Regions from separate parts of the Mus musculus genome. Here regions 2 and 3 are each linked to region 1. The links are chromatin contacts, called in public Hi-C and HiChIP or PLAC-seq maps. All regions are on one chromosome and are shown on one strand. The core of a region is the stretch at or near the end of the contact, and the rest is flanking DNA. Distances in the headings are between cores, read along the strand shown.

What was found. A called contact is a pair of places that touch in the nucleus more often than the background predicts. HiChIP or PLAC-seq counts read pairs in DNA pulled down with a chosen protein or histone mark.
Region 2: a contact with region 1 is called in a Hi-C map of cerebellum, with 2.0 times the contacts expected there. The contact joins two enhancer-like sites. A contact is called at or near these places in 1 of 484 Hi-C or Micro-C datasets (cerebellum) and 2 of 115 datasets of contacts at active chromatin or transcription factors (embryonic basal ganglia and embryonic stem cells).
Region 3: a contact with region 1 is called in an H3K27ac HiChIP or PLAC-seq map of VIP interneurons, with 7 times the contacts expected there. The contact joins two enhancer-like sites. A contact is called at or near these places in 2 of 115 datasets of contacts at active chromatin or transcription factors (VIP interneurons and embryonic stem cells) and 1 of 9 other capture datasets (embryonic stem cells).

What each region holds. Positions count from the first base shown.
Region 1 is chr5:132,891,512-132,894,321 of GRCm38.p6, reverse strand. No RefSeq gene overlaps it. Among named protein-coding and RNA genes, the nearest start is that of Gm36528, 140 kb to the right of the region's middle. Within about 2 kb of position 1,466, at least 35 of the 459 cell types and tissues checked have an H3K27ac peak or open chromatin away from gene starts, as enhancers often do. A contact at or near this core is called in VIP interneurons and cerebellum, where this site is marked.
Region 2 is chr5:133,888,693-133,891,502 of GRCm38.p6, reverse strand. No RefSeq gene overlaps it. Among named protein-coding and RNA genes, the nearest start is that of Gm40340, 160 kb to the left of the region's middle. Within about 2 kb of position 1,477, at least 24 of the 459 cell types and tissues checked have an H3K27ac peak or open chromatin away from gene starts, as enhancers often do. A contact at or near this core is called in cerebellum, where this site is marked.
Region 3 is chr5:133,813,338-133,816,147 of GRCm38.p6, reverse strand. No RefSeq gene overlaps it. Among named protein-coding and RNA genes, the nearest start is that of Gm36667, 220 kb to the right of the region's middle. Within about 2 kb of position 1,432, at least 13 of the 459 cell types and tissues checked have an H3K27ac peak or open chromatin away from gene starts, as enhancers often do. A contact at or near this core is called in VIP interneurons, where this site is marked.

The DNA of each region.
Region 1 (2,810 bases), core at 217-2,716:
CGAGGAAATGCTGTGAGTTTGAGGCTAATTTGTACTAAATATAGTATGTTGGGCAGCCTGGGCTACTGTGCAGAGCCTTGTCTCCAAAAGAGAAGGAGACTGGGGGGTGGGGAGAGAAGAAGAGGATAAGGGGAGGAAGGAAGGAAGGGAGGGAGGGAGGGAGGGAGGGAGGGAGGGAGGGAGGGAGGAAGAGAAAGGAAAGAAGGAAGGAAGAATGGTTTTAGTTAACTTGAATTTTGAGTTTTAGGGGTCACACAGCAGTACTGTGCACTGTCTCCCACTGGTTTTGATGTAGACGTTGCTTAGGTTCCTCTGCAGCGACCTTTAGGGCCTTAATCTTAGGTTAGAGTCTACCAAGTCTGCATCTAGACATGGGGATCATTTGAGAAATGTTTTACCCAAAACTAACAGGTAGTTAACTTGGCCTAGCTTTGCTCCAGCTCTCTTTCCCCACTCTAAGTATCAAAGGTACTGTCACAGGATTTTATTACTGTGAAGAGATACCATGACCAACGCAACCCTTAGGAAGGAAGACATTTACTTGGGGCTGGCTTACAGGTTCAGAGCTTTAGTCCATTATCATCATGGCAGGAAACATGCAGCATGCAGGGCAGCATGTTTCTAGAGACTCTGGAGCTGAGAGTTCTACAACTTCATCCATAGGAGACATCAAAGCCTGTCTACACAGCGATGGACTTCCTCCAACAAAGCCACACCTACCACCTACTCCCTATGGCTAAGCATTGAAACACCTGAATCTACAGGGGCCAAACCTATTTAAACCACCACAGGTACCTACTTCTCAGGCACTGTGAACATCTATCTGTCTATGAAAGGAGGGGAGCAAGGTGGTATCCAATCCTGTGAATGATCTGTCCCTTTTCTTAGAAAAGACACAAATGGTCATCTCTTTTATTCGCCTATCTGTCTCTTACTTTCATTATTTCTCTTACTGTTTGATTTTGTTGTGTTTAATGTAACCTACTCTAACCTTGAATTCACTGTGTAGCACAGGCTGGCCTAGAACTCCTGATCATCCTACCTCAGTCTCCTGAGTGTTGAGATTTACAAGTCTACACTACCATGAAGAGATTTTTTTCCCTCATTGTTTCTGTCCTTCATTGAAAAGGAGCTGATTTTTTTACGTCAATCTTCCTCCTCCTCCTCCTCCTCTTCCTCCTCTTGAACCATCACCACCACTACCACAACCACCCCTTCTTCACCTTTATTTCTCCCCCAAATCTATGCCTCTGACATTGATTTTCCTAGGGGAAGAGCTTCCAGACCTGGGTCCAAAAATAACTTTTTGGGGGATTTCTCTTTTATATAATTTTTCTCCAAGTAGAGCATCCACATCCCTGCTCTCAGAAATTCCTTGGCAGAGGTGCTCAGAGGGAATCTGCCTTAGAAGGCAGAGCATAGAGCAAACTAGAGCTGGAGGTGGTGACACTGTGGATTATATAACCCTTCCTTCCTGCTGCTAAGAGCCCAGGCAGGAGGAACGGGGATGCCAACTTGGCAGTAACACTGTGGGCCCTGTGCCTGCTGGGGAAGGGCTCCAGAGAACCATCTGGGCAGACTCAGCAACCATGGCCTCCTACCAGAGCCTTCTCTGTTCCCAGTCACTGCTTCCCTTGCTGAAATTTCAAGGGTTTTTCAAAGCAGGGTTCCCTAGGCTTACTGCAATGGTTTGTACAAGGAGTGGGACATGGCTCAGTCAGTAAAGCTTTTGGGGCACAAGCATGAAGAACTGAGTTGGAACGCAGGACTCAAGGCAAAGAGTCGTGGTGGCATGCACTTAAAATCCCAGCACAGGGAGTCAGGAGGAATATTGACCAGCTGGAGCTCACTGGCCAGACTGCGTAGGCAGATCAGCAACTACAACTCTGAATTCCACTTATAAACACACACACACACACACACACACACACACACACACACACACACACACACATACAGAAGGGCCGGGGGTAGGGATCTTGCTGTATTTGACCTTCAGAAACAAAAAAAGTAGGGCAAGGCTTAGCCGTATGAAACTGGCAAGCTTTCCAGAAGATTCTAGAACATGTCAAAGAGTGAGAACCATTGAACAAATGGAAATCCTAGTCTAGATATCTATCCATATGCATCATTAGACTGGGTCTCATTCCATATGGAACATCTTGACTGTGCAGCTAGCCCACGTCTAAAGAGAAATTGGCCACTATCTAGAAGTGGTCAGAGGCATCTCCAGGAACAGACCAGAGAGAAAAGTGTGGATCCCTACCAGGTATACTAGGACAAGGTCTCATCCCAGCAGGAACCAGGAAAGCAGCATCTCTCAATGAGACAGAACATAGGGAAGCCAGAACCTCAGCCACTCATGTCAGTAATAACTCAGACATCATCTCCAGCTGGTTTATGTATCTTCCAATCAGGACTGTCTCAGGGGCTGGTAGTGATGCTCTCTTACTCTGATGGTTAATATTGAGCCTGAACTTGAGAAGGTCTAAAATCACCCAGGAGACAGCCCTCTGGACATGCCTGTGAGGGGCTTTGTAGAAGGAATTAACTGAGATGGGGAGTCCCACCCTGAGTGGGAGATGGATGGACTGGGTCCTAGAATAATGAAAAGGAGAGCTGAGCCCCCACATCCTCCGCTTCCTGACTGTGGATACAGCTAAAACGGCCTCCGTCTGGGGCTGCCATGCTTCCCCTACCACGAGAAAGTGTAGCCCAAGACACTCAACCCTTCCTCCCAAGTTGCTCCTATCAGGTGTCTCATCTCGGTGACTAGGAATTGACTAACATATTCAGGTTGTTGGATAGGA
Region 2 (2,810 bases), core at 228-2,727, 1.0 Mb before region 1:
AGGTATTAGAGAGATTAAGTGTGGGGGTGGATATTGGGGCCCCCAAAGTTGTCCTTCACAGAGGTACTAGGAGCAAGGGTGCACTAACAAAGGGTTTTGTGCCTCTCCCATTGGCTATTAGACTATTGACATCACCATAGTAACTGAAGAGTTGAAATCGCTTTCCAAGTGTTTTGTGTGTGTGCGTGTGCATGTAGACCAGAGGCTGACACTGAGTGTCTTTCTTGATTATTCTCCTCTTTACTCATTGAGCCAGCGTACCCTGGGGAGTCAGTCACCTGTCTCTACTGCCTGAGTTCTGGATTATAGGTGGGCTACCATATCTGCCTGATGTTGTATATATGGGGTTGAGAGATTTGAACTCTGGCTATTACACTTGTCTGCACCTCATTCACTGTGGCATTTCCTTAGCCCTTGGCTCGGTTTCTTTCTGCTTTCTTTTCCTCCACCAAGGATGGCAGATCCTCAAAGAAGAGTTATTAGTGAATTTGAGGGGGGGAAAGACCCATGGCAACCTCTAGGCTTCCTCAGACAGGTGCAGTCTAGCCTGTGGGGTGTCAGCAGAGCAGCAGATGCCAGACATTGGCCCTGTCTCTGGAGATGAGCCTGACTCCCCTGAGCGCCGTCAGTCAGCATAACACTTGGTGCTGCCATTGATTTTTATGTCTTTCTACACTAATTAGATATGTTATTACTAATCTTTGGTAATCACCACAAGGGGCTGGCAGAAAGTCTCTGAGATTTCAATTTAGATTAAAAAAAAATAAGCAATGCTATCCCCTCTGGGAAAATGCAAAGAAAGCTCGTGTTATTTTAATGTTTAAATCAATAAAGCTGTCCTTCCGTTCTGTGCTGGTATTGATGAAATTTATAAAAATCCCTTTTAAACTTCTTTCTGTCCATCTCGTCCCTTCGGGGGTTTGGATTGATTTCTTGATGTCATCTGACAGCATCTATGTGGAAAGTCTGTGAAAGACTTGGGACTTCAGTAGTGACATGAGGGTGGGGATACAGGATTCCATTCCAGAGAGAGAGAGAGAGAGAGAGAGAGAGAGAGAGAATCCTTTTTTCTTAATTCATTTCTTTCAATGATAAGATCATAAACAACCTCTGTTTAGCCCAGGAAGAGTCAGTCATTTGAGGCAGGCAGGAAGGGAATGGGGGAACATCTTAAACAGGAATCTAGTCTTCAGAAAGCCAAGAAATTATCTTCGGATTTGAAGAACACAATCTAGTACACCCTCCCCGATAACAGGAGCTGATGTGTTGATATAGAAGGAGAAATAAGCTTATTTTTGTGTTCTAGAGAGACAGGCTGTAATTTGCGACATCGCGACATCGCTGCTCGGAAATGGTGGAGGCATACGGACTTCCAGTGAAATAAGGCTGTTAACTCTTTGCCAGGCAGAGTGAGGAGAGGAGGGAGGGGGAGAGGAGCCAAACACATTTGCAATGCTGCAGCAAACTTGGCACTAGCGATGGGGACAGCTTGTGCACTCAGAAGGGTGCCACAGAGTGTATCACAGCTTAGGAGGCAGCCTGTATGTGTGTGTCTCTCTGTGTGTGCATGTGCGTGTGCATGAGCTTTTGTGTGTGTGTGTGTGTGTGTGTGTGTGTGTGTGTGTGTGTGTGTGTGTGTAGAGTCTACCTAGTTACTGAGGCCAGAGGAATAGAATACACTGTGCAGCTCCAACCACCTGCCTGGGAGCTCTTGGCTCCAGGTTTGGTGACATCTTAGCTTCAGACACAGCAGAAGGCTGTAACCAACTTTTTGTGTGAGCTTGATATCACACTAGGCTCCTGATACCAAAGTCCCTGATGTCCCTCCAAAGCTGTGTCCACATGTATTATATGCCTAATTTTCCCTACCATACTATTAATTCATTTCTATGCTCCAAAAATCAACCTAGCTCAGGCGTTTTGTTACAGCAACAGAAAGCAGACCACAATGTGATCAAAAAAACTTGATGAAAATGGCTAAGTCTGGTGGTCTATGTTTGAGAACTCAAGCACTTGGGAAGCTGCAGCAGGAAGACTGCAAGTTCAAGGCCAGGATGGGCTATAGAGTACATGCTGGTTTAGGCAGCTTCGTGAAATCCTGTCTTTAAACTAAATATATGCACACACATATATGTGCATATTTATGTCTATGTAAATATATATTTATGTAAATATGTATATATATTGAATTAAAAGACATTTATTTTTAATGTGTGTTTGTGTATGTGGTTGAGAATGTAGATCAGCTATAGAGCTCTAGCCTAGAATTCTGCAATGAGGATTGGAAGAGTGACACAGAGGCAGTGATTTTGCCTAGAATCCCCCAGTGAGGGGCTGGGGGTGTGGCTCAGTGGTAGAGCATTGACCTGGGTTCCATTCCCAGCACTGAATGAAAATATTTTTAAAAAGGGAAAGGAAGAAAATAGGTGAGGCCCTTTCATCTATTAAGAAGAGACCAACGTCACTGTGTAGAATCTTGTGGGAAGTGGTTTCTTATGGTCAGCACACAGAAGCTGCGGTCCACAGGGTAACAAAACTGTATCTTCTGCCAGCTGATGAGCTTGATAATGTGTAGGTGTCTTCTAGGTGGTACACACCGTTTGAAGGTATGAAAAATCGCTGCAATGACATGCCAAGAATATTTAAGTGATCTATTAGTACTTCTTTTATGCCAAGCGCCATGTTCATAGTTTGCTATGGTTAACTTCAGATTATAATAGCCATTCTAGGAGAGGGTGACACATTTTGGAGCAGATAGTGGTGAATAGAAAGATTCATGCTGACAAAAGAGCAGAGAATAAATGGTAGTG
Region 3 (2,810 bases), core at 183-2,682, 920 kb before region 1:
TCGCTGGAGTATGCCTCATAGTGATTGAACAGAGCTTAAAGAACCAGTAATCCCATCATGAAGATCTGACCTTAAGTCCTTGTTATTTCTAACCACCTCTTGCATTGGTTTCGTTCCTGTCAGTCGCTGTGATAAAACAAAAACCAAACAAACAAAAAACCAAAAACCAGAAACCAAAAAACAAAACAAAACAAAACACAAACAACAACAACAACAAAAAACCCAACCAAAAACATCCTGACAAAAACAACCGAAGTCAGGGAAGGTTTGTTTTGGCTTACGATTCCCAAGGTTTAGAGTCCAACATTGTGGGGAAGGCATGGCAGCATGCAGAGGAGGCATGACAAGCAAGATTGGGAGCCTGGCCACACACATAGCATTTGTACTCCAGAAGCAGTGACTAAACAGGAAGTAGAGCCAGGGTTTAGAGTCTCAAAACCCACCCACCAGTGACGTACTTCCTTCAGCGAGTTAACCTTCCCAAACAGCGCCACCTGCTGAGGACCAAGTGTTCAGATCTATGAGAGGTTTTCCATTTGAACCCCAGATCCTTCTAAATATCCCACAACCAAATGCCTGTAACCGATGAACTTGGGGGTAAAGTACCTAACATACGAACTTTTAGGGTAGGAAAGCAATGAGTCACTTTGCATTGCTGTGAAAATGTGTCTTACAGAGACAACTTAAGGGAGGAGTGGCTTGCTTGGGCTCATGGTTTCAAGGGATTTTGTTCCATCATAGCCGGAAGGTACAGCAGGGCAGCTCAGATCATGGTGACAGGAGCTATTCACATCATAGTGGATCTGTATGCAGTGAAAACGAGGCAGGAAACAGTGGCTGGGTTATAACCTTTAGAAGTATCTCCTTAGTGCTCTCTTTTCCCCTTCTGGGTCCCTACCTCCCAAAGACAATTCAGCTTCTTCAGATAGCATCAGGGATAGGAGTAAATACTGAAAGGATGAGCTTATGAGGGGCTATCTGATTCAAACTGTAAAAGGTACATTCAAACGACAGCAATTACTTTGCTTTGAGTATATATATATATGTGTGTGTGTGTGTGTGTGTGTGTGTGTGTGTGTGTGTGTGTGTGTGTATCAAGAAAGAGAAGAGGCACTTAGCTAACCCCATACCCCACAGACTGTAAGCCATTTCCCCCTCTTGGAATAGAGTCCTTGTAACACTGCAACAATCCTCAGAAGATGGAAGATACTTCTGGGCACTGAAACTGGCTGATAGACAGGCAGCTACTGTCCATGGGGGCTCCTGGGTCACTCAGGCTGATTGCAGTTGTCAGAAGCAGGATGAGGCAGGCTGCACAAATTGAGTGACGCCGTGTTTTTAATTTAGGAGGATTCCGAATGGAAGCATCAAGGACCCACGGAGCCAGACTGTGAAATTACTCTTGGCTTTGCAGCAGGCTCTTGATACTCCAGCATTATGGAACTTGTCAGTTCTGGGAGGCAGAGGCGGGTGGGGTGGCAGGCACGTGGGTAGCTGTCAGAACAAGAATGGATTAATTCTGGGCATTCAGTCCTGTGCCAGGGGGTCATGATGGGTGACAGCAACAAAGGGAGTCTGCCTTTGGCAAGTCTTACTAGCTTAATCATGGACTCAGGGCTCTGCCCCATGAGCTCACTAGACTCCTGCAGTGCTCCCAGCTGCTTTCCCCACCTGGATCCTTCCAGCTGTTCCTTTTCCTCTTTACATCAGCCAGTTTTCCTTTTAGCATTGCCTCTCAAAACCCTGCCCGTGTGGAGGTGCACATGTGTGTGGATGTATGTATGCAAATATATGCAATGAGTGTGTGGGCAAGTGTGTATGTATGTGTGCGTGTGTGAGTGTATGTATATATGTGCAGGGGTGAGAGTCTGTGTGGGTGTGTGCACGCAAATATGTAGAGTGAGTGTGCATGTGTGCATGCTTGTGCACATGTGTGCTTGCATGCATGTGTCTGTGTGTATGTAGATATGTTTGTGCATGGGTGGGAGTCCACATGGGTGTGCATATTTATGTGTACATGAGGAATCTACATGTATTTCTATGTGTATGGGTGATATGTATTCATGTGTATATATGTTCATGGTGAGTGTACATGTTTCTGTATGTGTACATTGTATGTGTGCACATGTATATGTTTGTGCTCATGCTGTATAAGTGCACATGTGTGTATGCATGACTATGAATTTTATAGCAATTTCCTCAGTTGCTAGTCAACACCCAGAAACTTCTAAAGGAGGCTGGTTAAGACTCAAGAAGCAAACAACTAAAAAGTCTTGGGAAGTTCCTGAAATTGACCAGATGCACAATCTCTCTCTCTCTCTCTCTCTCTCTCTCTCTCTCTCTCTCTCTCTCTCTCTCTCTCCTTCTCTCTCCTCCTCCTCCTCCTTCTTCTTCTCCCTTCCTCCTCCTCCTCCTCCTCCTCCTCCTCCTTCTTCTTCCCCACTCCCTGATTATATAGAGTAATGAACCCCACTGAGGAGAGAGATTAGCTGAGCTGCCTAGAAGACACAATGCTAAGCTACAGCTGAGGTTTCGAGCTTTTACAAGTCATAACTTATGCTGGGATGGGCTTTCAGTGACACAGCTGCCTTTGAGTTCTTCCTGTTCCTATAAGTAACTCTAACCCTGTACTTCTGTGAGTAACCTCAGTAAAACTCATTGTTTCACAAACTGCTTGGTGATTTTCTTTGATCTACCAATTCCCTATCTGAGGTGGGTTATGAGCTTTATTCATATCTCCTCAGGAACAGTGTTGCACAATAGTACCATGCTTGCACACAGGAGAGCATGTATGTATACATGTGTGTATA